7 separate regions of the Mus musculus genome follow, and regions 1, 2, 3, 4, 5 and 7 are each linked to region 6. The links are chromatin contacts, called in public ChIA-PET and promoter capture Hi-C maps. All regions are on one chromosome and are shown on one strand. Each heading gives the region's core, a stretch centred on a gene start, on an enhancer-like site or on the middle of the called end of the contact. The rest is flanking DNA. Distances are from core to core; before and after follow the strand shown.

Region 1 (3,791 bases), core at 1,027-3,526, 700 kb after region 6:
CTGGACCTAGTGTAGATGTGTCCTTGGCCCATAGCTTCTGCACATGTTCCTGGGCTAAACGTGCCCGCCATGCTTACCAACAAAGTCTAGATGTGTTCTGTTGCTGTAAAGAACACCCTGATTTTTAAAAAGCAGCACCGGGGAAGAAGGTTGCATGTGGCTCACGATTCCAGGTCACAGTTCTGGAATTTCTGTCAGGTCAAGGCAAGGACTCGAGGTGCTAGACATTTCACATATACAGCCAAGAACAGGAAACCATGCTGCTTGCTTGCCTGCTCTGGGTTAGCTTTCATGTACAGTCCAGAGACATGGTGCTACACACATTCAGGGTGGATAGCCCACCCTCAGTTAACCAGAAAATCCCTCCTAGACATGCCCACCGACCAAGATGTTTTAGACAATTCCACTCTCAGGCTGTCTTTCCAGATGATCCTAGGTATCAAGTTGATGTTAAAACTAACTAGCAGAGAAGACAGTAAGGGTTTTACATCCAGTTCACAGAAATTCCTGAGGATTTAACAATGGCAGTGACATGAACTGTTCTCTTGCATCTGCGCCTGTGGCAAGCCCTCTAAGTAAAGTACAGTGTGATAGAGGGTGGTTAAGTCCTGTAAGAAGAAAGCATAGAATAGATGAGACAGGCTTTTGTAGAAGCAGACTCTCATATAATTAGTGGGCCCTTTAATAAAAGTAAAACAAGCACAAAGTTGACTATAGGGCCTCAGAAGGAGCTTGGACAACTCAGAGGTCGTTTAAGGTTTTAGCTCCATGTTAAAGATCTCACTAAGGGCTGGGTGAGGGAAATTACGGAGAAGGGATAGCCCCATGTGGCTCTGTGGGGAAGGCTAGGTCATTTGAAGTTAGAGATGGTCCAGGGATACTGGTTTAGGCAAGAGCTGAGACCTGGGAGGTTGGAGCCAAATAAACACCCAGGTGTGTTGTATGAAAAGGGATTAGAGGGATAGGAACTGGGGACAATTAGACTTTAGCTTTCACTGTCATTGGCTCCTGGGATTTGTAGCAGCCGCTGGTCCCCTGTCACCTCTGTGGAGGAGCCACAGTGGGGGTGGCAGAGAAGGAAAAAGGGTAGCATGGTCCTTCAAGAAGTCTTGGAGGCTCTCGATTGTGGGGGAGGTCATGGAGATTCAAGGACTACAGGGTTAGACATATAGACTGGGCAAAACCCCATGATCCTTTGGAAGAACAGCAGAGGTCGAGCTGGCCTGACTGGAAGGTGTGGGTAGAGAGCAGCAGCTCTGGAGATGAAAGAAACAAGCAAGCTATGGGGGCGGACAGGAAAGTGACTTCTCAAGGCACAGCCTCCAATCTGGGCATGCTTGTCCACACCTATATCTCCACCATTCAGGACTGAGAATGACAGAAGAATCCTTTCTAGTTCAAAACCAGTCCGGCCTGCACACTGAGTTTCAGGCAGTCTGGGCTACCGAGTGATACCCGGTATCAATAATAATAATAATAATAATAATAATAATAATAATAATGGCAAAGCTTAGGTGTGAGGCGAGGCCCTCTGGGTCCTGTCTGTGATTCCGGCTCCCCTTCTGTGGAAGGATGAACAGCAGAAAGGCATGTCAGCACAGTGGCTACATCGCGGGCAATGGTGATGAGCAAGGAGCATAGAAAGAAGGACTAGGCAGATGTGGGCTGAAGGGAATCACAAGGGAAAAGCTGTGTTATGATCTGAGCATTAGGCTTTTAAACAGTCACCTTTGTTTGTTTATGCGTGCACCCGCCATGCTGTGGCACACACATGGAAGACAGACAACTTGCAGGAATCAGTTCTCTATCATATGAGACCCAGGGACCAGAAAATTCGTCTCTGGGTTTGAGATTTTGGGGGGCGAAGGGTGGAACTGCTCACCCTTAGCATTTAGAAGCAAGGCTGATTATCCTCTGGGTTTGACGGTTTCTAAGAGCCGGACCCAGCCAGGGGCCAGCCTCTAAGATCAGCGCTGCTCATGTCTGGGACCCAGGGCACAGAAGCCTAGAGATTCTTGGGGTGGGGGGTTGACAGTGTGACTGTATCTCAAGCATCCCATAGGAAGGGTGATTAGCCACAAAGAGAAGCCAAAGAAGAAGAGAAAGTCTAGGAGACATCTGGTCTACCCCACTAGCTAAGAGGCTAGTGGGTGGTTCGGCAGAAAGGTCCTTAGAAGTTCCTTGTGGACTGAGGATTAAGGCTAGAGCAGGAGAGGAAGTTCCTGAACTACTTACAGCCTCTGGCTTAGCTCCTCCCTCTTTCCTGTCCCCAGTCAGTTTCACTTTTGTTTTCCTACCTTAGGCCTTCTGCCTGGGAAGGACAGCAGGCATAACTGACTGGCCTGAGACACTGGCCTGAGACAGCAGGGGTGAGTGTAAATATGGGGTGCTGGGGAGCAGCTGAGAGCGTGGGAGAGAGGACTGGACAGGGGAAGTGAGTGGTCCTCTTCTCCTCCCATGTGTTGCCGCCCAGGACTCTGATGGCAGAGGTGGAGGCAGGGGCAGCCTTGGAGCTCCGGGGACTGCCCCCAGAAATACCAGATGAGCTCATTACTCTGTACTTTGAAAACCACCGTCGCTCGGGTGGAGGACTTCTATTGAGCTGGCAGAGACTTGGCTGTGGGGGTGTCCTCATCTTTCAAGATCCTGCAGGTGAGGAGGTTGAATCAAGAGGTTGCCTGGGTGCCCTGAAGCGTTGCCATCTCTGACACTTTCATCTCTGCTCACAGATGCAAAGAGGGTCTTAGCCCAGGCAGAGCACCGACTACATGGTGTCCGACTGAGCCTGAGGCCAGCCCCACCGCGTGCCCCAGAACGTGTGCTTCTCCAACACCTGCCACCTGGCACTTCACCTCTGAGTCTGGAGCAACATGTTCAGGCCTTGCTGGGTGCTGCAGGACACCCCGTGCAGACTTGCCATGCCCTGGCCAGTCCTCGGCAGGACTGTGCCCTGGTCCAGTTATCCACGCCCCTTTCTGAGGCAGGTAAGAGGCACGTGAGAGGCAGGGCTGGTGGGGGGGGCGGCATAGCTTCTAGTTAAGGAGGGTGCCCGAGTTGATTCATATACTGCCCACAGAGGTCAGTGCCCTGGCAGAACAGGCCCGGAATCTGCCCCTGAATGGAGCCACTGTGTCCTTGGCCTGGGTGCCCCAGACCCGAGCAGTACGTGTGGTGGACAGTGCTTCTCCTGTGGACCTGTTATTGTTGGAGCTCTACCTGGAAAATGAGCGTCGCAGTGGTGGCGGACCCCTGGAGGGTCTGCGCAGCCTGCCTGGGCAGCTAGGCACTGTTATTTCCTTTCAGCAATGGCAGGGTAAGTGGTGTCTGAAATTAGGAGGACCCTTCCTCTACGCTAGAGACTCAGTGTGCTTTCTGTCTTCTCTCTCCCTCCAGTGGCTGAACGGGTGCTGAAGCAGAAACACTGGCTACAGGGCATTGAGTTGAGCCTTGTCCCTCACTATGATGTCTTAGAGCCAGAAGCGCTCGCTGAGGGCGTCAGTGGCAGGGACCATTCAGCTACTCAAGAATCTGGAGTCATTGGTCATGCGCCTACAGGAACTGGAGGACTGGCCGGGGCTCTGACCATGGCTGTGGGCTCTGGGGAGGCACCACAACAATTAGGAACCCTTCTAAGGGCAGGTCCTGTAGGAGCTCCAGGACAAGCCCTGCCAGTTGACTCGGGATCAATTAGGATCCAGGGGAGTATGGGGTCTACAAGCCCAGTCGATCCAGTAGAGAGCTCTACAGAGCTCCCAGAGCAAGTAGGACCCATGGCCTCAGACTCAGTGGGT
Region 2 (3,843 bases), core at 870-3,369, 880 kb after region 6:
GCTGAGGAAGCTAGGGCTTTCAACCGAATATATGTGGCCTCTGTACATCAAGACCTGTCTGATGATGACATCAAGAGTGTATTTGAAGCCTTTGGCAAGATCAAGTCTTGTACGCTGGCCCGGGACCCCACAACTGGCAAGCACAAGGGCTATGGTTTTATCGGTGAGTTTGGGAAGGGCCAAGGAGAAGAGGGAGCCCGCCTCTTACTGGGGCTGGCTTTTCTCACTGCTCATCCTGCCCTGCAGAATATGAGAAGGCCCAGTCGTCCCAGGATGCTGTGTCCTCCATGAACCTCTTTGATCTGGGTGGCCAGTACTTGAGGGTGGGCAAGGCCGTCACACCCCCCATGCCCCTGCTAACACCTGCCACGCCTGGAGGTCTCCCGCCTGCTGCTGCTGTGGCCGCAGCTGCAGCCACGGCCAAGATTACAGCTCAGGTGAGAGCTGGTGCAGTGATGAGTGTGGACAGTGGGTGGACAGACCCACTCAGCCTTTGGGAACTGGCTCTTAGATGGTTTGGGTGGGAACAAAGAACTGACTGTGAGAACAGACTAGAAACTGACTCTGCTTGTCTTTTGGTTGCAGGAAGCAGTGGCTGGAGCAGCAGTGCTGGGTACTTTAGCCACACCAGGACTAGTGTCCCCAGCACTGACACTGGCCCAGCCCTTAGGGGCCCTACCCCAGGCTGTCATGGCTGCCCAGGCCCCTGGAGTCATCACAGGTGAGTCTGAGTTGATCAGGTTCTCTTCCATTCCTTTCCCCTCTCCTCTAGGGTCTGTCTTCAGCTTCCCAACCCATACTTACTTCGGTGTAATCCCTTGAATCCAGGACAGGCTGGCTATCGCCAACCATCTCTTTACTCTTTCCCAAACAGGAGAGTGTATGTGTGGCTATTAAACTCGGTTGGTTTTGCTGCAGGTGTGACACCAGCCCGCCCTCCTATTCCGGTCACCATCCCCTCTGTGGGAGTAGTGAACCCCATTCTCGCCAGCCCGCCAACGTTGGGTCTGTTGGAGCCCAAGAAGGAGAAGGAAGAGGAGGAGCTGTTTCCTGAGTCAGAACGGCCAGAGATGTTGAGTGAGCAGGAGCACATGAGCATCTCGGGCAGCAGTGCTCGCCACATGGTCATGCAAAAGCTACTCAGAAAACAGGAGGTAAGTAGGTGGGCTCGTGCCAGGCCCGCTCTCGGCGGTATGAATGTGAAGTAGTGGGTGATAGGTCGCAGCATTCAGGTGTCTTTCCCACAGTCACAGCAGTCAATTGTCTTTCCTACAGTCTACAGTGATGGTTCTCCGAAACATGGTGGACCCCAAGGACATCGATGACGACCTGGAGGGAGAGGTGACAGAGGAGTGTGGCAAATTTGGTGCTGTGAACCGGGTCATTATCTATCAAGAAAAACAGGGCGAAGAGGAAGATGCAGAAATCATCGTCAAGATTTTTGTGGAATTCTCCATGGCCTCAGAGACTCACAAGGCCATCCAGGCCCTCAATGGGCGCTGGTTTGGTGGTCGCAAGGTGGTGGCTGAAGTGTATGACCAGGAGCGTTTTGATAACAGCGACCTCTCCGCGTGACTTTGGCCTCATTTCCTGGACTTGCACTTGCCCCTTCCTTCCTTTGGGTTTTGTAAAGTGTTAACCGTGGTGTGTCCCTGGGACCAGGCACTCTGCCCAACCCACCCTGTAGTGTACATAAAGATGCAGATACCACTGGCCCTGAAGTCCCTGTGTCTGAAATTGGTCCTGTGACCCAAGCTGGTTGTGTGTGGAATGTCTTATCAGGGTTCCAAGGCACCAGGGACAAGGAGGGCGTTCAGCCTGCTGTGCAGGGGTGAACAGGAGGGACCGGGGTGGACAGGCCTTGCTTTATCTTCCTTTGTGGGGAGTGCTGGCTTGCAGCCTTGCTCACGTGGATAGCTCTGAGAGCTGTCTGGCCCTGAGATCTGTAGGATCCAGGACCAAGAGAGCATTTTGTGGGCGGGCGGGCATCTGAGTTGTTACACCTGCTAGTATGGGTTACGCCAGAGCGAGGCCGGAAATCCCGACATGCCCCGCGCGAGACCGCTACGGGTCGTCGGAGACGCCACGCCGCGTGGCCCTTTGGGAGCTGTAGTTTTGAGCAGAGAGGGCGGGCCTAGGCTTCCCGGCGGGCTGCGCGGCTGGGCGGTTGTCGCGGGCAGCGGCGGCGGTTCCGGCTGCGGTGCTGCGGGCGGATGAGCTGCTAGGTGAGCAGGCCGGGCGGGATGCGGAGCCGCCGCCGCGCCCCCAGCGCCTAAGAAAGCGCTGCCGGGTCAGGCCGTGCTGCCAGCTGTGTGCCGCCGTCGGAGCCTACAGCTCGTATTGAACGCGGGCCGAGCCGAGCGCCGACCCCGGCCACAGTCCGGGACCCGGCTGCCCGCCCCACCCCCGCGCGCGCCGCTCCGCCCGCGCTCGGCGCTCATGCGGGCCGAGCCCCGCCCCCCGGCCCGAGCCCGCCGAGCGCCTCCCGAGCCCGCGCTCACTGCCCGCCCGCATCATGCTGAAGTGCATCCCGCTCTGGCGTTGTAACCGGCACGTGGAGTCGGTGGATAAGCGGCACTGCTCGCTGCAGGTTGTGCCAGAGGAGATTTACCGCTACAGTCGTAGCCTCGAGGAGCTGCTCCTCGACGCCAACCAGCTGCGCGAGCTACCTAAGGTGAGCGGCCGCCGCACCTGCTGCCCCGCGCTCAGTTCTCGGGGTGGTGTATGACTTCTGGGGCAGCCGGCTGGAGCGAGATCTCAGCAGGCGCTGCCCGAGCTGGGCACCGCAACCTCCAGCCGGCCCTGCAGGTTCCTACTGGTCAGAGCCCCGCCCCAGCCAGCCCCACCCTCCTCCAGCCGCCGGTGTTGGCACCTGGTGGCAACCTGTCTGGGGACTAAGTAGATACTGAACCTAAAAGGGGAGCCAACAGAGAAGCCCATGAGAGCACAGGAGGAGGATGGGTCCAGGGTGCGAGACCGACCCGGGTTAGCAACTGTTAAAGCTAGTTGGGCTACTTTAAGGGTAGGAAGTTGGTTTTCTTGCACTGTGTTCTGCCTTCGTTTTGGGAGGAGAGGTTTGCAGTGCTGAGTGGGACTCTCCTAAGATACTTGCAGTGTCAGATCTATTCTGTCATCGCTCAGCGGAGAGCCCACCTTTCACTGTCTGTGTTCCTTCCTGTCGGGTTTGTTTGGGGTTTTTTTTGTTGTTGTTGTTCTGAGGCCACACTAGAAGGAAGGCCAAAGGAGGCAGGTTATGTAGGACTTACTTTTCTGAGATAGGGGACTCAGTGGTCTGATATTCTTGCCGGCTGGTGGCGTTGCGGGTGTTCTTCATAGACCTTTATGGTATCCGTGTGTGAATCTTGGACATTTTGCACTTGTGTTTCTCTCTGGTGCCTGTTGTTGTTATTGCTTTTTTTTTTTTGTTCTGTTTCTTGAGACAGGGTTTCCCCTTCGTAACCCTGGTTATCCTGGAATTCATTCTGGCTGTCCTAGAACTCAGAGATCCACCTGCCTCTGTGGGTACTAAAGATGTGCACCACCCACAACCCACCCCAGTGCTCTCTGGTGTTTTTATTGTTGTTCTCTCTTTGTTAAGCTCTTGCTGTTCATTGTTGGGGTTCCTGAAGAGCTCCAAACTCCTTTAGAAGAGGTAGTTTGGATAGTAGGTAGGATACTGAGAGTGACTGACCCATAGGGCAGAGGGCAGGGGCTATCCATTTGGGAGCTGCTGATGTCTTGCCTGGGGCATGTTATCTGGGTGACATCTGGGTAATAGTGAGAGGTGGGCTTTCCACCGAGAAATGAGAGCGTAGGTCTGACAGTATCTTAGGAGAGTCCCCC
Region 3 (3,443 bases), core at 467-2,966, 940 kb after region 6:
GGGGTGCAGTGGACATCTGAGCTTTGAGTCACAAATCTATCATTCCACGCCCAACTGAAAGATCTCTTGGAAACCACTTGGAGAGAAAGGGTTTCTGTGTGCCTAGTGGTCTCGTGGTCAGTGTTGGGGTAGTGCCCTGGAGGTCAGAGGGGGCACTCACCAGCAGTAGCTCGAAGCTTGGACCCAGGGAGGAGCGCCTGCCCCTTCCCTGATGCAGCTTTGGGCCCCCCCTTCTTAGTGCTCATTCTCCTGGGGGTGGGAAGGAAAAGTCCAGGGATGGTACATTCAGGAGGGCAGCGAACAAGGCAGTGGGAATACTGCCCCGGCCCTGGATGAACATGCAGCAGGAGCATAGACCTCCAGCATGTCCCCCAGCCAGCTTCTTGGTCCACCTGCCCGCCCCTGGTGGTCTAAGGATGTGCCCAGTAGCTCGAGGAAGGATACCTAGCAAGAGGATGTGTCCCTTTATGCTGGTACCCCCGTCCTCTACAATTCTGGATCTGCCTGTCCTTCTGTGTTCTAACACCATCCTCTAAATCGCTGGGCTAGAAGCTCAACAGCCTGAGCTCTGCGGACTTGCTTTCAACTACTGCCAACGTGGGTCTGCTGAACACAGCCCCTCCCCACCCGCAAACCCTCTTCCTTCTTGGCCTTGGGAATCTCTGCTGTCTGGTTCTGGAAGCAATGCCCTTCTCCCTAGTATACAAGGCAGGCCCCCCATTCACTCCTCTTGGAAGAACTTTCCGCTCCTGTTTTAGTAGGGTCTTCCAGTGCCCTAGAACCCCTCACAGGGCCAATGAATAGGAAAGCGGGTAGTGCAATCGCTGACTCCATACACTTATGTACCCACTAGGCTGGGGCCGCAGGGCTCCAGAGTGCATTTGGGGATGGAGTTAATGAAATGTTATCCTAAAAGTAGGACCAGAAAGTGACTGAAAGTAAGCTGTCTTACGGACAATGTTCAGGCAGGTGGCAGACACTGAGAATCTAGGACAGGAGAAGTGGTAGGTAGGAAGCTGGCTTGGACATGTGACTGAGTTCAGGGCACGGCATGCGTAGAGGAGTGGGTTGGAGGGAGGGCTGGGTAGATTAGGGCTCTAGGAGGAACTAAGTCCTTAGGTGTACGGGTGATGTGTTGGGGTCGATACAACCATGAGGTTCCCTGTCTGTAGAGGATCCAGTACTTGCAGCATCTTGGGTGCAGCCTCTTTTAATGTGCATGTATTAAGACGGGACCTTTGTGTCTTCAGTTGGTTTGCACAGGAAAGGATCAGTGGGTGCCAGGACCGACACTGTTGGAGCAGTTTAGAGAGTGATCCTCATGTGAGATGGGGACTTGGGGGGTACGATTGGTTTGCGGGATTCTGTGTGGCAGAGGGGCTTCTGCTGGCGGATCACTCCAGATTCCCTTGTGCCTGAGGGGTCCCATGGGTACGGGTGAGTGCGCAGGAACCTTTATGGTTGGGCAAATGAGTGGGGAGGTCCGTGGAGTTCCTATGCTGTCGGTCTCATGCGCGAAGATGAGCCTGCGGGGAGTGGACTGGGGAAACTAGAGGTGTGTCTGCGAACGGTAGGGCGGTCACTTGAGTGAGATGGGTACCCAAACACCCCCCCCCCCCCCCCCCGTCTGAGACCTCACCTGCCTCACCTGCCTCTCGCAACACAGAGGCCAGAAGCTCCGCCCCTCGCGTCGAGCTGGCCAGTTTCCTAGCGACTAAGCCGGAACTTCCGAGTTACCCCAACTTCCGGGGCGAGGGTCAGGGGTCGGCAGTAGGGGCTTTGAGCGATCGGTTTTCAAATAGGTTCAAGGGGCTTCAGTGTCCGGAAAGACGAGGCTCTAGAAATCCGGAGCGGCGCTGGCCAGGGTCCGGAGCGCAGCTCTGGGGCTCCACCAGAGCGCTCAGGGGTCGGGGTTGGGGTGTGGGCTGGGGGCGCCAGTGAAGCCACACTGGGAACCCGGGATCGCGGCCGGGGTCCGGGGCGCGGAGGGCGCAGGAATGCGGGCGCGTCGGGGTGGGGCCGCCCCGCCCAGGTGCTGCCCGGACAGGCAGGAGGCAGAGCGCGGGCGGGGCGGGGGCGGGCGCGTGAATCAGGCCGAACGGGCGGGCGGGCCGCGGCGGGGAGTGGCTGTCGGACGGACGGGACCGCGAGGCCGCTGGGCGGCGGTGGGCTCCTGCTGCCCCTGTGCCGAAACCCCGCTCACCTGGCCAGGTAGGGCTCCCGCCCCGGAGCGGGCCGGGCACAGCACGGCGGGGCGAGGCACACGGGACGGGAGGCTCGGGCCTCCGCGCGGTGCCACCTGGGTCTGGTCTCTGGACCTGGGCCGGGCGGTGCAGTGAGCGCGTGCTTTGGGACTGGGTGGGAGACAGGGAGACTGCGCTCCGGGGCACTGGGTGAGGGATTTTCCAGGGTCACGCTGGCAAGTAGGAGACTGAACAGTGCGATTCGCTCTGGCGGCCTAGGTATTGTCAGGACATGACCTGTACCTTTCCCGGAGCCTCTCCCCGAGCCGCCATGAACCGGGGTGTCTAGGGCTGGGTCCTTGTGTGGAAGGCAGGGAAAACTGGACTCTCCTAACTCCTGATCTCATATCCCTGGACTGGATCGGCAGATAAGATACCTGGCCTGGGTAGCCGCTAACTTCCTGGGGTACAGTAACACCTTTGGGCCTTGCAGTGCCTAACCTGAAAGCTGTATAATTCATCGACTTCCGGTCTTCCTAGGTTCTTCTTGTCCCCCACAACCCCAATCCTTCTTGATCACAATCATCCTGTCATCCTCTTTGTGTAGTAGCCTAAGGTCCTCAACCATGGATCCCCCTTCCAGACCCAGGAACACTACTACCTCCTGCCAGACAGGAGAGGAAAGGGTCATTTTCTTGCCCTACTTGTGGTGAAGGGCCTGGGGCTAGCTTCAGGTAGGAGGTCAGGAACAAAAAATTCCTGCTGAGTCACTGGTTTGGGTGGGATAGGCTCCTTCCTTAAGCAGGGCCCCACTTGGATAGGCAGATGTCAGTGAGCAGGCTGTTGGATTCATCGCTGATAGGAGTGGTCACCGCCCCGTCTATCGTCAAGGGGCGATGTGTACCAGTGAATGATTGTAAGGGCATTTAAGGTCGTGTGTGACTTCTGTGAGGTCAGGTACCACAGTGGCCGCTCAGGACTAAGGCCACTTCCCAACCCATGTGTCTCTGAGGGTTCTCACCACTGGCTAGACAGTATCAGTTCTCAGTCTTATACAAGGAAGTGTCCCCTCAGCGTGAGCATGCTAGGATCCCCAGGTAGTGTGGGAATGCTGCCTAGGAGAGCTGGCTCCAGTCTGAGACCTGTCCAAGCAGACAGGCCCGCATCAGACCCCAGGTGCTCTGCTTCCATCTCCCCAGAACAGTGTGCCACGCCTCACATTGCAGACAGGAAGGAAAAGCAACAGCCTTAGGTCAGGGC
Region 4 (3,779 bases), core at 325-2,824, 810 kb before region 6:
TAGGGTTCAAGATCTCTATGCCCTAACCTGCCAAGTGAGTCCTATCCAGGGGGTTCCATCCAAGACTGTTGGAGAGACCATGTTCTGGTCTATTCCATGCTCTGATTAGAAGGTCTCCGTTACTGCTCTCTGGCTCATAGGGGAATTTACCTGGTTCTGCACCTTGAAGTACTTTTGTTTGGCTGTTGAGTTAATATTAATATCAATCCTGGTATTGGTACCAGGTAAGGGGTGTGTGTGTGTGAAAACTTGATGGAAGGGAAATTATAGAAAAAAAATGATCCCAAAATTACCAGAAGCAAAAAGGGGGATTATGAGTGCCACATGTCAGAATGTTTATCTTAGTTTGAATCTTGGCTCTGCCTCCCTGGTTGTCTGACAGGGACTAAATCTGGCTCCTAAAGATGTGGACAGCCCAAAAGCTCTCATCCAATTGTCCTTTTGGGCATCACTCTGTTTCAGGGCCTATGGGGGGCGAGGAAACTGAGGGCCCAGTCAGTAGTGGGGTGATTTGCCAAGGGCAGACTAGTCAGCTGGATCACAGGCTCACATCTCCCCTGACTCCTGTTATCAGTATGTGAGGGATGAAGGCAGAAAGCAGGAGCTGTCCTGGGTGTCTGGATAGGCAAGGACACAAGGTGTGGGGACTAAGAGGGGCACATTGCCAAACACCATCCCCAGAGCAATACCAGCTCTGCAATCCTAAGATCACTGAGTAGACCATTGGGTGTGAGAGAGAGAGACTCTGAGTGTGCAGAAACGCACAGGCTAATTCCGTAGAAATTCTAGTCTCCCCATATAGCCAGGTCTGGCTCTAAACCTATCATCTTTTCATCTAAGCTTCTTCCTGAGTGCTGAGATTCTAGGTTTGTGCCACCAATGTGGCCTTTTAAGGTCCCACTTAGTGCTTCAGTCTCAGAGTAAATGGGCCAGCATGGGTCTCCACTCTGCCCACCAGGAACCTGTGTTTTCAACCGATGGATACATCACCTGTGCTGTTGACCCCCCCAAGGCCACTGCCCACCTGTGGGGTGGGGTTAGAGTCTCTACAGTGGGAGCCAGGTGCCACAGCCACTGTGGGAAGATGAAGGGGCAGAAAGAACAGGAGTGTCCCATTGTGGAGTGGGAAAGTCTCACTACAGGGTCAGCCACAGCAAAGACACGGAGGTGTCATGGTCACTGAGGCAGGATAGACTTGAAGGTGTATGTATGATAGAAGCAGGGGCTGGTTGGGAGGGGGGAGACTGCAGTGGGCTTGAGGCCTGGAGTGCTGACTAAAGGGGATTCAACTTGACCCTGAGAGATCATCAAGGACCCCTTAGAAGGAGCAAGGTGTCTTCCCTCCCTCCCTCCCTCCCTCCCTCCCTCCCTCCCTCCCTGCTCTGAGGATGCCCTGAAACCATCAGAAGGGATGGGGTTGGAGGGTTGCTTTGCGCAACTCTGCTCGGGTTCCAGCTGGGAAGAAGAGGGCTCCTATCAGGGCTGCACAGCCAGCCAGGAGCAGGGCAGGGCAGGGCAGGGCAGGGCAGGGCAGGGCAGGGCAGGCCTGGGCAGGGCAGGGCAGTCCTTCCCAGAACAGCCTTTCTGTAAACTGAGTCACAGCCCCCATCAAGAGGTCTACCATGCCCACATCAGCACCCAGCTGCAGCACAGGACCAGGTCAGTGCAAGGCTTTCCTGAGGGGCCAAAGAATGGAGACTGGGGACTTTTCCTTGCCTATGAACGTCTTTGCCTGGGGGTGGGGAGTGAGTAGTCACAAGTATGACAACAATAACAAAATGGAGAAGATTTTATCTGCTTATGAAAGGAAAGAATATTAATGAACCATCTGAGAAGATATTGAGACATGCTCCCCTTTGTTGCTCTTGCAGGTGGTAGGTGCCTTGACAGAGCTCCATAGAGGTGAGGGGAGCCAGGCAAGTCTTGGTTAAATTAACCCTGTGGTAGTTAACCCTATAATGGGTTGCTGGACCAAACTTTTCTCAGTGTACCTTGTGTGCATGCAGAGCTGGGCAGTATAAAAAATGACAGTGAAGACAGAAAAGGGACAGACACACGTGTAAAGGCCACTTCATCTCATCTGGTGAACTGGGGGACATTTGCAGGCCTCTTGCTGTTTCTGCCAGGCCTTTGTGTGCCTGGAAAATACCACCAGAAACAATTCTTACTGTGCCCTCACACACACCATCCCAGTGGGACAGAACTACTTTTAGCTTTCTGCCTACAAAGTAAGTTAGTTATTTTAAGGTTTTTTTTTTTGTATTTTTCTTTTTTCTTTTTCTTTTATTTGTTTTGTTTTTATTTTTTAGAAATAGAGTGTCACTGTGTAGCCCTGGCTGGCCAGGAATTTGATCTGTTGACCAGGCTGGCTTTAAATTTACAGAGATCCACTTGCCTCTGCTTCCAGAGTGCTGGCATAAAGACATGTGCCACCACAGCAGCCTAGACTTATTTTTCAAATGTGTGTGTGTGTGTGTGTGTGTGTGTGTGTGTGTGTAAGGCAGAGGACAACTTGCAGGAGTGAGCTCTGTCTTTCCATTATGAGGGTCTGGGATTGAACTCTGCCCATCAGCCTTAGCCACAAGCACCCTTACCTACTGTACCATTTTGCCAGACCTCTAGACAGATCTTGAAGAGGTAATCTGAAAGGCAGACAAAGTTCTATTAAAGGAGAATGTCCTTTGCACTACTGTCTACATAAAGGATTGGCTATGACGTGAGGTTCCATGGTTAGCGATGGCAGATGGGCAGCCCAGAGCAAGTACTGAAACAAAGGCAGGAAGTGGCAGGATTCTAAGCCCTGGTTAGATTCAGGACCCTGCAGAAGCAAGGAGAGAGAGAGAGAGAGAAAGAGAGAGAGAGAGAGAGAGAGAGAGAGAGAGAGAGAGAGAGAGAGAGAGAGAAAGAGAGAGAGAAAGCGAGCCCTGGGCAGTGGTGAACTTGTACCCTGAAGGGCACAGGCATTGCTGTGGATGGGAAGCTGCACACGGACAGGAGGATAGCCTGCTAGAGTTTAAGGGACCCAGGCTTAGTCAAGGGGCGGGGGAGGGACATGGCTCAGAATAGCCAGAGTTCACGTGCTGGTATGAAGACTGGGGATGCTAGCTAGCCTCGTGGTCTTCCCTCTACATTGAGATGGGGTCACCGTGTGGTGGATGCCTAAGGAGCCCTGCGTGTCCCAGACAGTCACCACCAGCTCTCACCCTCAGTTCCCATGTGTTCCTACCCTCAGAGGGCTGCCAGAGCATCCCTCCTCTTCTTGCCTTCTGTATACAAAGTCAATTATTTCCTACAAGCGCACCATCAGCTGATTCCAGTGGGACAGGGCACCTTCACCTTGGCTGGAGTGGGAGATTTGGGGTGGACAGTTAGAACCAGATGCTACCAGGTTTCTGCAGAGTCCAGGGAAGAGAAACACTCTGGATAGCGTCTGGTCTGTGGCAGAGACTGTGGAGGGAACAGTGGGCTACAGCCCTTAGGTGTTTGCCTTCTCTGTAGTGATTCCCCCTTTGTTGCACAGTTTGTCTTCTTCTTGCAGCTTGGATGGACCAGAGACCCCCACACTTGACACCATGGACCCTTCAGACTGCGAGGATGCCCCAGGTAGTTACTTGTACTCCCCTGGCGTCTTCTTGCTTGTGGCTCAGACTTCCATACTGCACTTCTCTGCATTTCTCATGCAGAGAAATTGAGGACAGAGAAGGGGAGACTCAAGGGAGACTATAGGTATTCTCCCAACACCAGCTCTCCAGGGGTGGGTGTCTATTCCTGGCTCTATC
Region 5 (3,407 bases), core at 515-3,014, 680 kb after region 6:
CCCACATCCTCTCATCATTTCGGACACTTGGGTGCCCACATGTACTCTTATGCTTTTGTCTAGTTCTGGCTCCCGCAACACTAGGGTCAGATCTTTGTCTATACCACACTTTCTCCTTAGAATGTTGCTTTCTGCCTTCATTGCCAGCTGTCTGAACTCCTCTATAAAGATCTGAAATAGTCCAAGGCTTGCTTTCTTTCTTCTCTCTCTCTTTCTTTCTCTCTCTTTCTTTCTTTCTTTAGCTCTGGCTGTCCTGGAACTCACTTTGTAGACCAGGCTGGCCTCGAACTCAGAACTCCACCTGCCTCTGCCTCCCAAGTGCTGGGATTAAAGGCGTCACTACCATCACCCTGCTTTTCTTATTTATTTTATGTGTATGAGTATTTTGTCTGCAAGTATGTCTATGCATGACATGTGCCTGGTACCTAAGGATTCCAGAAAATAGTGTCAGGGATTGGAGTTACAGATGGTTGTAAGCTGCCATGTGGGTGCTGGAAATCAAACCCAGGTCCTCTGCAAGAGCACAAGGCTCTTAACTACTGAACCATTTCTCCAGGCCCAAGAATTTAAAAAATAAACCTAAAAGCCAGATATGGTTGCATGCAGTCTGTACTCTGGAGGCTGACATAGAGAGATACCCACTTAGAGGCCAACTTGGGCTACATATTGATTTCAAGACCAGGCTAGGCTATATAGTAAGATCCTGTTTCAAAATCACAAGGGCGAGGGAGATGGCTCAACGCACAGAAACACTTAATGCAAGCATGGAGACCTGATTTGAGTCATGGAAACCTATGTAAAAGCCAGACGTGGTGGCATGTGTCTATCAAAAGCAGAACCTAGGGCATCCCCCATAAGCCACAGACTGGGTAGCCTAGAGTATACAGTGCAGTGGCAGAAACAAGAGCAACCCTGACTCTAACAAGATGAAGACAAGGCCCAGCACATGTATCTGACTGACACATGTATCATGGCATGCACATGCCCTCAATACAAATTCATACACAAATACATACTTACATGATGAATTAAAAAGGAGTAAAATCTAAGGCCTGAAGTAGGAAGCTGATATCTAGCTTGTTAGCCTATCGAACTTCTTAAATGTTATACCTCTTCAATGCATATTATTTTTGTCACCCTGACTGGTGGTTGTTGGTGGTGGTGGTGTGTGGTGGTGGTGGTGGTGTTTTTTTTGTTGTTGTTGTTTTGTTTTGTTTTTTTGAGGGGAGGAGTGGGGATGACAAGGTTTCTTTGTGTAGCCCTGGCTGTCCCAGAGCTCCTCCGTAGACCAAGGTGGCCTTGAACTCAGAGATCTTCTGTTGGGATTAAAGGCATGTGTCACCACCACCCCACTTTTTTTGTTGGTTCTTGTTTTCATCCTGCCTGTTATCGCAGTTATTAATGACACGACATTTAAAAATGGAGTTGCACCGGTGCTTATGAGCATTGCTAGGGCTGTGTAGCATGCCCGCTACAGCCAGGCGTACTGGTAGGAAATCCAGCCAGAGAGGAGCAGGCGAGGAATGGATACTGCCCGGAAGGACTTCAACCTCTTAGTACAAGGGTTCAAGTTCTCAACCAGAAGTTAGTCTAGTTAGGGATTAACTGCTGTCTTTTCTTTTCTTTTTGAGACAGTGTCTTGTGTAATCAGGCCGGTCTTCACATCACTGTGTAGTGAGAATGACTTTGCATATCTGATCGTCTTGCTTCTGGCTTGTGCAATTGCGCCCAGTTTTACGGTTAGAGATCAAACCCAGGGCTCCATTCGTGCTAAGCAAGCAACCCTACCAACTGCGCTCCATCCCCAACCCCTGGTGAGACTATTTCCAGGGATTAATTAGGTCTTCAGGATCCTTAGAAGCTATTTTCACTCAGAGTGCTCTCTCGCACTCACTCTGAGGGCTGCAGTAGGTGGATTGCCCGAGGGTGGAGGGGCAGGGCTTGAAGCCTGAAGCCTGAGCCCAGGAGTTGCAGTGATTGCTGTGAGTCAGGATGTAAATAACCAACTTGGCTTTGGGAGCTCAGGAAGAGAGAGACTCAGGGAGGGTTATTATTCCCAAATGCCGCGCAGAGGTGGAGAAGGCACTTAGGATGGTATTCATAACCTTTCCAGAACAGCTTTGTTGGGGGGTCCACTGCCAGATTGTAGAAGGTCTAAACAGGCAGAGCAAAGTCCTCCTCTTAGATAAGAGAGATGTCATGGCTCCTCGGGAACAGAGGGAGAAGGGCAGGCCGGGAGGGTAAGATGGTCTGTGACTGAGGGCGGGTCGCTGTAGGGGTGGATAGGCAGTAAGCACTCACGGAAAATCATGGACAGGAAAGAACACAGCCTCTAGGACAGGAAGGCTTGTATAGGGAGGGACATGGATATTATTACTACTACTAGTGTTTCCTCTTCTGGGTACACGTAGAATCTGTATCAGCTGTAGCATCTACAGTCACGCCCTGGGAGCTTGCTACTCTCAGAAGCTCTCCCCCTGGACCACTCTTTGCACCCAGCTTCCTGCCTTTTCAGCACTCCCTTCCTATTGCTATACTCAGCCTTGTAGCCTCTGTCATCCCTTGGTGTCTGAATGCCACCTCCCTCTAACCCCATCCCTATCCCTGGGCTCAGTGAGGGTCAACAGTTCAACTGCATTCCCGTGAACGCTTGCAACCCCGCTGGATTCTCTTCTCTCATCCTGCTCTGGATAGCTCTAGCCCCAGGGCTTCTATCACACGCTAACAAACCCTACATCTCAACTTTAGATCCTGGCTTCTCCCCCTCAGCTTCCTTCTGGCTGTCACAAAATGGAGAGAATGAGCCTGTGCTGATGGTGGGAACTGGAAAAGGCGGAAGACAAGGGAAGACAGGGATGTGGAGACTGGGAGTAGGTGGGTGGGGTGGGGGTTGGTAGCCTATTGGACTTGGCGGGGAGAAGATTTGGATTCCAGAGCTGGGCAGGTTTTAGATGCTGATGCTGCTTGGAAGTTAGGTTGAAGGGAATGTAGGTAGGAAGCTCCTATGGGGAGATATTATGGGGCCTAGGTTGGCCTTTCATCCAATGGTCCTATGTTCTCATCCTGCCTCTGTCTGTTGAGGCCAATGTCCTCTGTTTGTTTGTTACTATCTAAGCCCTTTCTCCACAATTTCTTCAGACCCCAGCATCCTGGCTCTTCCTTCCTCTGTGCAGCTCCTCCATCCTTCCCTCCCCGCTGTCCTTATACCCAGGCCTCTTATAGTTACCCTGATGTTGGGGAGGGCCTGCCGCTGCCTCACCAAGCCCTCCGGTGAACCCGCTGATGCAGAGGCCACCTGCCTGAGTCTTGATCGCAGACTTGAGCTCCTGATTCTCCCGAATGAGCCGTACCAGCTTCTTCAGTTCCTCATTTTCCCGCACCAGCCTCTCTATCTGATGCCGAAGCCC
Region 6 (3,911 bases), core at 4-2,503:
GAAAGAGAAAGAGAAAGAGAAAGAGAAAGAGAAAGAGAAAGAGAAAGAGAGAAAGAAGAAAGAAGAAAGAAGAAAGAAAAAGAAAAAGAAAAAGAGCTAGTGACTTCAAACACACTCATATCATCCTACTACAAACAATTCCCATCCAGCTGGGGTGACGCACGCCTTTAATCCCAGCACTGGGGAGGCAGAGGCAGGCGGATCTCTGAATTCCAGGCCAGCCTGGTCTACACAACTAAGTTTCAGTACACCTAAACAAAGCAAACCAACCAAAAGCAACAACCCCACCCCTTGGCAATACCATCAGACCACAGAACTGTCACCGTTTACATTTCCCTAACTGTAGAGAAGGGTCCCTCACTCTGCTTCGGGGTAGGTCTCTGCGTCTTGAGACCCAGCTCCAGCTGTTCCACACACCAGGCCAGCTCCCGCGCCAGCTGTTCCGCCTGGGACAGAAAGGAGGACATGGTTGTGATGGGTAACAGGGTCCCGCAGACCCCACTCCCATACCTTCAGCGCCTTAATTCCGCACAGCTCGCCCACAGAGGCAGGCGGATTAGCGCCCAGAAAGCTCGCAGGGAGTACCATCCTTGCCTGGGCCTCAGCGCTAGGAGGAGCTTCGTCCGGGGCAGGTTTCTCCGAGGGCTTTTCGCTTCCATTTGTCCCAGAGACCCTGTTGGGGGTTTTCTTTTTCTTTTGCTTCATCGCTACTGTGTTGCCTACGGGATGGGTTCCGGCGGCGGAGTCGCATGCAGGTTGCACTGAACTGCGGAGAGGAGGTTCCGAGGCACCGGAAGCTGAGCGAGAGGGCCGGGGTCTGCGCGGAGCGCGATGAGTTTTCCGACTTGAGGCTGCTGGTGCCTCCCGAGCAGGACGCCCTGGCTCCTGAAAAATCGTGAGACAGGACGAAATTCACAGGGTCTCCCCACCTAGGGCCTCGCCACAAACACGCCTTCTCCCACAGCTCACCGCCATTAGTCGGAGCGGCCGCCGGAAGCTGGTAAATCCTAACTACCACAGCGAACTCACTCCTCTGGAAACACGTCTACGACACAAGGTTCCGCAGAAAGCGCAGCGGAGCCAGAGCAAGCGCTCAGCGCCGGACAGAAAGCACTTGGGTGGATGGAGCGCCTCAGGCTGTGCTTGTAATTTTAGGAGACAGAGTGCACGGGGATGAACTTAAAGGCCTCGGAGAACCCAGCAGAGTGTGCCGCCAAGAAACAAGACAATTGATTCCTGGAGAGAATGGAACCGGTGGGGTCGGGGGGAACGCCCAGAGATGGGGCAAGGTGGATTATGCGGGGCGGGGCGGGGCGGGGCGGGGCGGGGCGGGGCGCAGGCGTTGACAGATGGCTCAGCTTGTCCCCGGTATACTTCAGAATCCTGAAGAACTAGGCTCTAATGGCAATGGAGTGAACTTTCCAACGAGAGTCGGGGCAAGCATGCACTTCCTTCTTCCACGACCATTAGGCTGCCACCCGAAGACCTGGCCCAGATTTAAGGTGCATCTTCCCACCTCAAACGAAAAATCAAGAAAATTTCCTTACAGGAACTCCTTACCCCTTGAGGTTTAGGATAATTACAGGTGTGGGTTGTCAAAATGACAACCAAGAATAGCAATAGCTATCATAGCGGTCTAGCCCTAGGACTACAGATACCAGTCATGGAGCTACAGGATTTGGTATTTTTCCTACAGGCTTCTAATCCTGCTTTGTTTCAGTATTTCTTCGCTATGCCTCTATTCCACACTTTTGGAATGGCGACATATATACTGTGTCCTAATAATCACAGGACATGGTAGTACTAAGAGACGCCCTAAGGGATCTCCTACACTCCAGACATAATCTTGCTTACCACCATTGTGAAGAGGTAATCCAATTTCCCCATGGTAATCTGGATCTATCACCCCTCCTAACACTGTTATTCCTTTTTTAGCCTGTTGGTTTAAGGGCATTAGAAGCCCAAAATGACCAGGGGGAAGTCTGAGCTTCCAGTTCAATGGAATGTTTGTTGTAGCTCCTGGTAGGAGCACTCCCTTCTCTGGAGCCAAAACTTCTAGGCCAGCAGAACCTAGAGTTATGGGGACAGGAAGCAAAAATTTTCCTAGAGGGTCACTAGGAGTGATAGTAAGTGCTCTGCTCAACTCCTTCATGCCTTCAAAACCAGTACCACCTGGGTGACCCTTACACATTACCAAGTCCAGCCACAGCACAATGTACAACTTTGGCTATATCTGGAACACAGCCACTGTGCTCTCAGAAAACACTTCCCAGAAGATGTCACCTCAATGATGCTGGTCTCTTCTTAATCACCGCTAATTTCTTAGCTCCAGCTAACCAGCATCAATAGTCCCAGTAATGCAAAGTTTTTGCTTTAGTAGTTCTGGTATCTTGTTAATCACAGCTGATTCTTCAGCCCCAGCTAACCAGAACTACAGAATCTTCACAATCAAAACAGCAATGGCCCTGAAAAGAGTCTTTAATTTTCCCTCTGAAATTTCACAAACCAGACCTCCATCTTCTGCAGTGTTCTCAACGTTGTCTTCCAAGCTCCTACACAACATCCGACAGAGCTCTTAACAACGGATAACTTTAAAAGTCCCACAGTCTTTACATATTCTTAAAATTTCAATTTCTTTAAAATAGCCATCTCTTTTAAAATCCAAAGTCTTTTTACAATTAAAAGTCTCTTAACTGTGGGCTCCACTAAAACAGTTTCTTCCTTCGAGAGGGAAAATATCAGGGCACAGCCACAATCAAAAGCAAAAGTCAATCTCCAACCGTCCAATGTCTGGGATCCAACTTACAATCTTCTGGGCTCCTCCAAGGGCTTGGGTCACTTCTCCAGCCATGCCCTTTGTAGCACACGCGTCATCCTCTAGGCTCCAGATGCCTGTACTCCACTGCTGCTGCTGCTCTTGGTGGTCATCTCATGGTACTGGCATCTCCAAAACAGCAACAGAAAAGTTACTAACACAGGGACACTTTCACAAGAGTAAGTCCATGTCAAAATATGCAAAATCACACACCTGAAATACCTATAACAAGCTGCATGCCAGTTAGACCCCTGTTGTATTAAGGGGTGTCTCTGTATTTCCAGTTATTAACTCTGTACTGGCAGAGAGCTAAGTGCTGGCAGGATTTTGGAATTGTCATTTCTATGGCACATCCCCAGGTTTCCTATTTTGTAAATGTCTTCCAAACCTTCCCAAAAGATGAAGGTCAAGCTTGGAGGAATGCCTTAGGCGACCTAAGAGCCTGTCTAGCATGATCTTACTACTGAGTGGTTATAATAAAGATCTGGCAGCCAATAGTTGGGGCAGGAAGTATGGGGGCGGAACTTCTGGGCGGGCAGAGTCAGGGGATGCAAACAGAGGCAGGAGTATCTAAGCAGACACAGAAGGAGCAGGGAATGAAAGGGCTATCTAGGAGGCAGGGCCAGGCTGGAAGTCAGGTTAAGTTAGAAGCTAGCAGAGTCTGCCCTAGATAAAGGCCAAATGCTTAAAACTGTATAGAAGTCTAGTGTCTTGTTTAAACCATAAGCAGGTCCTTGAGAGCCCCACAATAGACCCCAATAAAGCCTTTTTTCTGACACAAGGTGTAACTATCACTCAAACTGGCCTCAAACTTGCCACCCTGCCTCAGCCTCTCTTTGCTTGGATTACAGTCATTCACCACCTTGCCCAGCTATGAGGCTGTTTCTTTCAGAAAAAGAAATACAATACAGAACAAGGTGTAGAACTGTTCTGTCAAAGCTTCAACTCCCCCCCCCCCCTTGCCTGGTCTGGTTTATGACCTCAAAATATCAAATCAAATTGATCTCTTTGTGTCTTAGCTTCCAGAACACTGACCTTACAGGGCTATTGGCACAGTGCTCAGTCCATTGCCTGCTGAGTTAGGCCTGCACCACGC
Region 7 (3,432 bases), core at 101-2,600, 970 kb after region 6:
AAGAAAGCTAAGAAGGTAGAATGGATGGGCCTCGTGGAAAAGTGCACTGGCCAAAAAATAAAAATAAAAAGTGGGCAAAAGAGTCCATTTTTAACCTGAGGGGCACTTAGCACTCATTAATGGCCCACAGACAAGCAGGAAGCACTAGGTCCCTGGCTTCTCTAGCTTGCATCTGGCACCTTCCTACGTGGGCCCTTTTAAATTTATCACAGATCTACTAAGGGACTGAGCCCATGTAAATGGAAAGGGGGGGAGATTTTGAACCCCAGAAGGATGGGAAAGTTTCTATGCCAATCAGAGAAGTAGGGAAAATTTTACCTCCCTGAAGAACCTAGCCAATGAGGAATTCGGAGGGGGGGGGGGATATATAGGTGTGTGTGTGTGTATATATATATATATATATCACTGTTTTGAGCCAAACTTGCAGACTAGCTACTTTTGCCCTTTCAATAGGTTGCGCAGACTTAGCAAGGCTGTAAAATAAAGTTTCCCTTTGGTTTGGCTACCGAGTCTCCAGCGCTTGGATTATGAAATGAAGACCGTTGTTCATCGTGCATTTTATCTGAAAGGTAGTAGCATTCCATCAAGGCTTTAGATGCCAAGCGTCCCCTTAGAAATGCTGTGTGGAGCTGAGCGTGGTGGTGAATGCCTTTAATCCCAGCACTCCGGAGGCAAAGGCAGGCTGATGTCTGCGAGTTTGAAGCCAGTCTGGTCTACAAAGCGAGTCCAGGACAACCTGAGCTTTGTTACACAGGGAAACTCTGTCTCCACAAATAAACAAATGTTGTGGGGAGGCTTCATCCTGAGAGCATGAAGACTTCACAAGGAAAGGGGGAGAGCTCGCTCAAAGCTGGATAGAGGAGGGAGCGTCGGTGAGAGTCCCCTTATGCTGTGGGGCCTGAAGCGCAGCTAGTGGAGTGAAAGCAAGAGCACTAAGACCCGGGTGAGTGGAGGCTGGGCACTTGGAAGTTAGTTCAGTGTCTTGAAGCTGAAGTTCTGCCTGACCTGCGACACTGTAACTGAAGAATCATGCAAGGATATAAGAAACCTTAGGGAATGAATGATTGAGTCAAGCCGTTGCCAGAGCAACAGAATGGGATGAGGTCGAGGCACTGCAACCAAGTTCTGTCTCCATAGAGGTTGTTCAAGCTGGACATCAACATTCCTAGAGCTACGCACCAGGATGCGAAAGCTGTGGTCTGGAGGGAACGCTTATATACAGATTGGCCACGGTGCTCTCTGATCCTTAATCCTGCCTGCTCTGAACCTCATAATCAGAAGACACACCCTTGAACCTAGGGTGCAGTTCTCCAGAATTTTCGGGTTAAGAAGGGAGAGTAACTGAGCTGGGGGAGCGGGTGGAGCACAGCGCTCTCATGAGTCCAGTTGGCTTGGGCCTCAAGCCATGGCGCCCAAGAAGAAGCGCGGACAAAACGCGGGGCGCAAGCAGGAAACTACAGAGCAACCGCTCTCGGAGCGCGCGCAGTACCTACAGCGCGAGTACGCGTTGCTCTCAGAAAGCCTGGTGGCCTGTGAGCAGCGGATCGACGAGGTGCTGCAGGACAACGAGTTCCTGAACAGAGAGGCGCAGCGCCTGCGCGAAGAGAACCGGCTTTATGTCGGTTACGTGAGCGCGCACGCTCTGCGCTGCGCCAACGCCGTCGTGCGCGTCGAAGACCAGAACCGCATGGATCTGGCGCAGATCCGGTGGCAGCGAGCGGAGCTAGCGTCCTTCTACCACGGCCGTGAGGACGGGGTGCGCGCTCAGCTGCAGGAAATGAAGAAGCGCGCGGAAAACATGACGCAGCGGGTGCAGGAGCTCCAGCCCTACAAGGCCAGTGCGCGCGCCCCCCGAGGACCGGGCGGGCTCCAGAGGGATGGGCGCGCTCCCTACCGGTGCGCTGATCGGCGCCCCCTGCTCCCCAACCCTCACCCCACCCCATGTAGGAGCTGCAGCTGGAGCAGCTGGCGCGAATCCGGACCCTGGAGCGCGAGCTGCTGCACATGCGCGTGGAGCACACGCAGCTCCTCCACGGGGTGAAGCGACGCTTCCTAGATGAGAAGACGGCTTTCGAGCGGGAGGCGCGGCTGCAAGTGCAGTCCCTGACGCGCCGCTCCGAGCGGGAGGCCGCACGTTCCCTCATTTCCCACGCACAGGCCCTCAAGGCGGACAACGGGTATCTCCGACAAGAACTCATGAGACTTCTCCAGAGGACCCAGTTACTGCAGGACATGCGACAGCAGCTGCTAGAGCAGCGGGAGCAGCTGCGCCGGGAGCATGTGGACTTGAAGAACCTGGAGCAAATGCACGGCTGGTTGCAAAGGGGCCCCGGGGGGCCACCGCTCTGGCAGCCACCCCAAAGCCTCCAACCCAGCTTGCGCATCGGGTCAACCAGTCACGTTTTAAAAGCCCAGGCTACGCCCCAGTCAGTTCCAACCTCCCGGGGCCAATCCATGGATCTGTCACACCGACCCTCCAAGACTCCATCTATATTGTCCAGTGAGTCTCTTCCGGGCCTATCTCAGAAGGCTGGGTCAGTGATTGCTCTCCGGAGTCCATCACATCCAGGATCTCGAGTCTCATCTCTGACTCCATCACGCAAGGACTCGCGTGTCTCATCCGCGACCCCGTCACGCAAGGGCTCCAGGGTTCCATCCATGACCTCTGGTACCTTGCGGTCGCGCGAGGGCTCTCGGATCTCTCCACAGCCCTCCTTGCGTGAGGTCTCTCCAGAAATTGACACACCTGCAAAGTCCAGTTCCAAGCTTCCCACAGCCCTGTTGGAAGATCAGGCCCCTCTCAGCCCACAGTTGGAGGAGGCAGAAAACGCTGAAGACGACACAGAAACTGTCTTGGAGCAAGCCTGAACCCACACGAGGAGGCAGGCCAGTAGGGCATAGGGTGGAGGACAAACCTTGGAAGATTTCTTGGTGCATAGATATGTTAATAAAAGTGTTAAATAAGCTCTGTGACGCTCTGACACTTGCCTGGGTCGATGCCCTTGTATTTCAAGTGAGCAGAGGCCTGCTATTCGAGCTACAGCAGAGCTGGTTGTATCCTTGGCTGCTGGAATTCGATGTTCTTCCACCAACAGCCAGCAAGGCAGGCAGGCTTAGGGAAAGTTGGGTAGTGTAATTTCAGCAGCAGAGGGCAGATTCTGTTCTCAGCACAGGGAGAAGTTACTGGGCTTTTCCAATGCTTTATATAATACGCACACACACATATGTATGTAGGTATGTATATGTATATATGTATATACATTCCAATTTAGGGAACACTGCAAGAATTATTAGGAATTCCCATTGCCACCCATCTAGATGAACAGGGATGCATGTTATATATTTGGTACTTTCAGCCATCCGGGATTCTGTTGGAGACAGTTATGCCCCTTAATTTTAAATATATCCCTGTGTTTACTGAATAGGACTTTG

What was found. Promoter capture Hi-C pulls out the DNA fragments that hold promoters and counts their contacts. ChIA-PET counts read pairs in DNA pulled down with a chosen protein or histone mark.
Region 1: a promoter capture Hi-C map of pre-B cells shows a contact between it and region 6, with 5 times the contacts expected there. The contact joins the promoter of Parp10 here to the promoter of 1110038F14Rik in region 6. A contact is called at or near these places in 5 of 39 promoter capture datasets (the C10 cell line, embryonic stem cells, liver and 1 more) and 1 of 115 datasets of contacts at active chromatin or transcription factors (memory CD8 T cells).
Region 2: a contact with region 6 is called in an RNA polymerase II ChIA-PET map of memory CD8 T cells, with 70 read pairs. The contact joins the promoter of Scrib here to the promoter of 1110038F14Rik in region 6. A contact is called at or near these places in 3 of 39 promoter capture datasets (liver and pre-B cells), 1 of 115 datasets of contacts at active chromatin or transcription factors (memory CD8 T cells) and 1 of 9 other capture datasets (liver).
Region 3: a promoter capture Hi-C map of liver shows a contact between it and region 6, with 2.8 times the contacts expected there. The contact joins the promoter of Iqank1 here to the promoter of 1110038F14Rik in region 6. A contact is called at or near these places in 3 of 39 promoter capture datasets (liver and pre-B cells).
Region 4: a promoter capture Hi-C map of embryonic stem cells shows a contact between it and region 6, with 4 times the contacts expected there. The contact joins the promoter of Apol8 here to the promoter of 1110038F14Rik in region 6. A contact is called at or near these places in 9 of 39 promoter capture datasets (the 3T3-L1 cell line, 3T3-L1-derived adipocytes, cranial neural crest and 4 more) and 1 of 115 datasets of contacts at active chromatin or transcription factors (pancreatic cancer cells).
Region 5: a promoter capture Hi-C map of stem cell-derived epiblast-like cells shows a contact between it and region 6, with 2.1 times the contacts expected there. The contact joins the promoter of Mirt2 here to the promoter of 1110038F14Rik in region 6.
Region 7: an RNA polymerase II ChIA-PET map of memory CD8 T cells shows a contact between it and region 6, with 28 read pairs. The contact joins the promoter of Ccdc166 here to the promoter of 1110038F14Rik in region 6. A contact is called at or near these places in 2 of 115 datasets of contacts at active chromatin or transcription factors (memory CD8 T cells and regulatory T cells).

What each region holds. Positions count from the first base shown.
Region 1 is chr15:76,241,925-76,245,715 of GRCm38.p6, reverse strand. It overlaps Parp10 (poly (ADP-ribose) polymerase family, member 10), which reads left to right and starts at 2,276. Exons shown (of 11, transcript NM_001163575.1): 1 at 2,276-2,369; 2 at 2,474-2,652; 3 at 2,730-2,984; 4 at 3,077-3,313; 5 at 3,394-3,791. The coding sequence starts at 2,481.
Region 2 is chr15:76,068,060-76,071,902 of GRCm38.p6, reverse strand. It overlaps Scrib (scribbled planar cell polarity), which reads left to right and starts at 2,119. Exons shown (of 36, transcript NM_001310543.1): 1 at 2,119-2,674. The coding sequence starts at 2,516. It overlaps Puf60 (poly-U binding splicing factor 60), which reads left to right. Exons shown (of 12, transcript NM_028364.2): 8 at 1-163; 9 at 247-437; 10 at 586-721; 11 at 919-1,154; 12 at 1,276-1,721. The coding sequence ends at 1,575.
Region 3 is chr15:76,008,142-76,011,584 of GRCm38.p6, reverse strand. Iqank1 (IQ motif and ankyrin repeat containing 1) reads right to left here and starts at 1,716. Exons shown (of 14, transcript NM_001370920.1): 1 at 1,640-1,716; 2 at 161-249. The coding sequence starts at 245. It overlaps Fam83h (family with sequence similarity 83, member H), which reads left to right and starts at 2,087. Exons shown (of 5, transcript NM_001168253.1): 1 at 2,087-2,211.
Region 4 is chr15:77,753,068-77,756,846 of GRCm38.p6, reverse strand. Apol8 (apolipoprotein L 8) reads left to right here and starts at 1,574. Exons shown (of 4, transcript NM_001081970.2): 1 at 1,574-1,659; 2 at 3,539-3,603. The coding sequence starts at 3,573.
Region 5 is chr15:76,268,196-76,271,602 of GRCm38.p6, reverse strand. It overlaps Mirt2 (myocardial infraction associated transcript 2), which reads left to right and starts at 1,764. Exons shown (of 3, transcript NR_045747.1): 1 at 1,764-1,814; 2 at 3,212-3,407. It overlaps Spatc1 (spermatogenesis and centriole associated 1), which reads right to left. Exons shown (of 5, transcript NM_028852.1): 1 at 3,227-3,407.
Region 6 is chr15:76,945,603-76,949,513 of GRCm38.p6, reverse strand. 1110038F14Rik (RIKEN cDNA 1110038F14 gene) reads right to left here and starts at 1,253. Exons shown (of 5, transcript NM_001347540.1): 1 at 970-1,253; 2 at 595-885; 3 at 362-446. The coding sequence starts at 975. It overlaps Gm46534 (a long non-coding RNA gene), which reads left to right and starts at 1,165. Exons shown (of 4, transcript XR_001781744.2): 1 at 1,165-1,254; 2 at 1,380-1,502.
Region 7 is chr15:75,980,203-75,983,634 of GRCm38.p6, reverse strand. Ccdc166 (coiled-coil domain containing 166) reads left to right here and starts at 1,350. Exons shown (of 2, transcript NM_146059.2): 1 at 1,350-1,834; 2 at 1,948-3,432. The coding sequence starts at 1,406. The coding sequence ends at 2,868.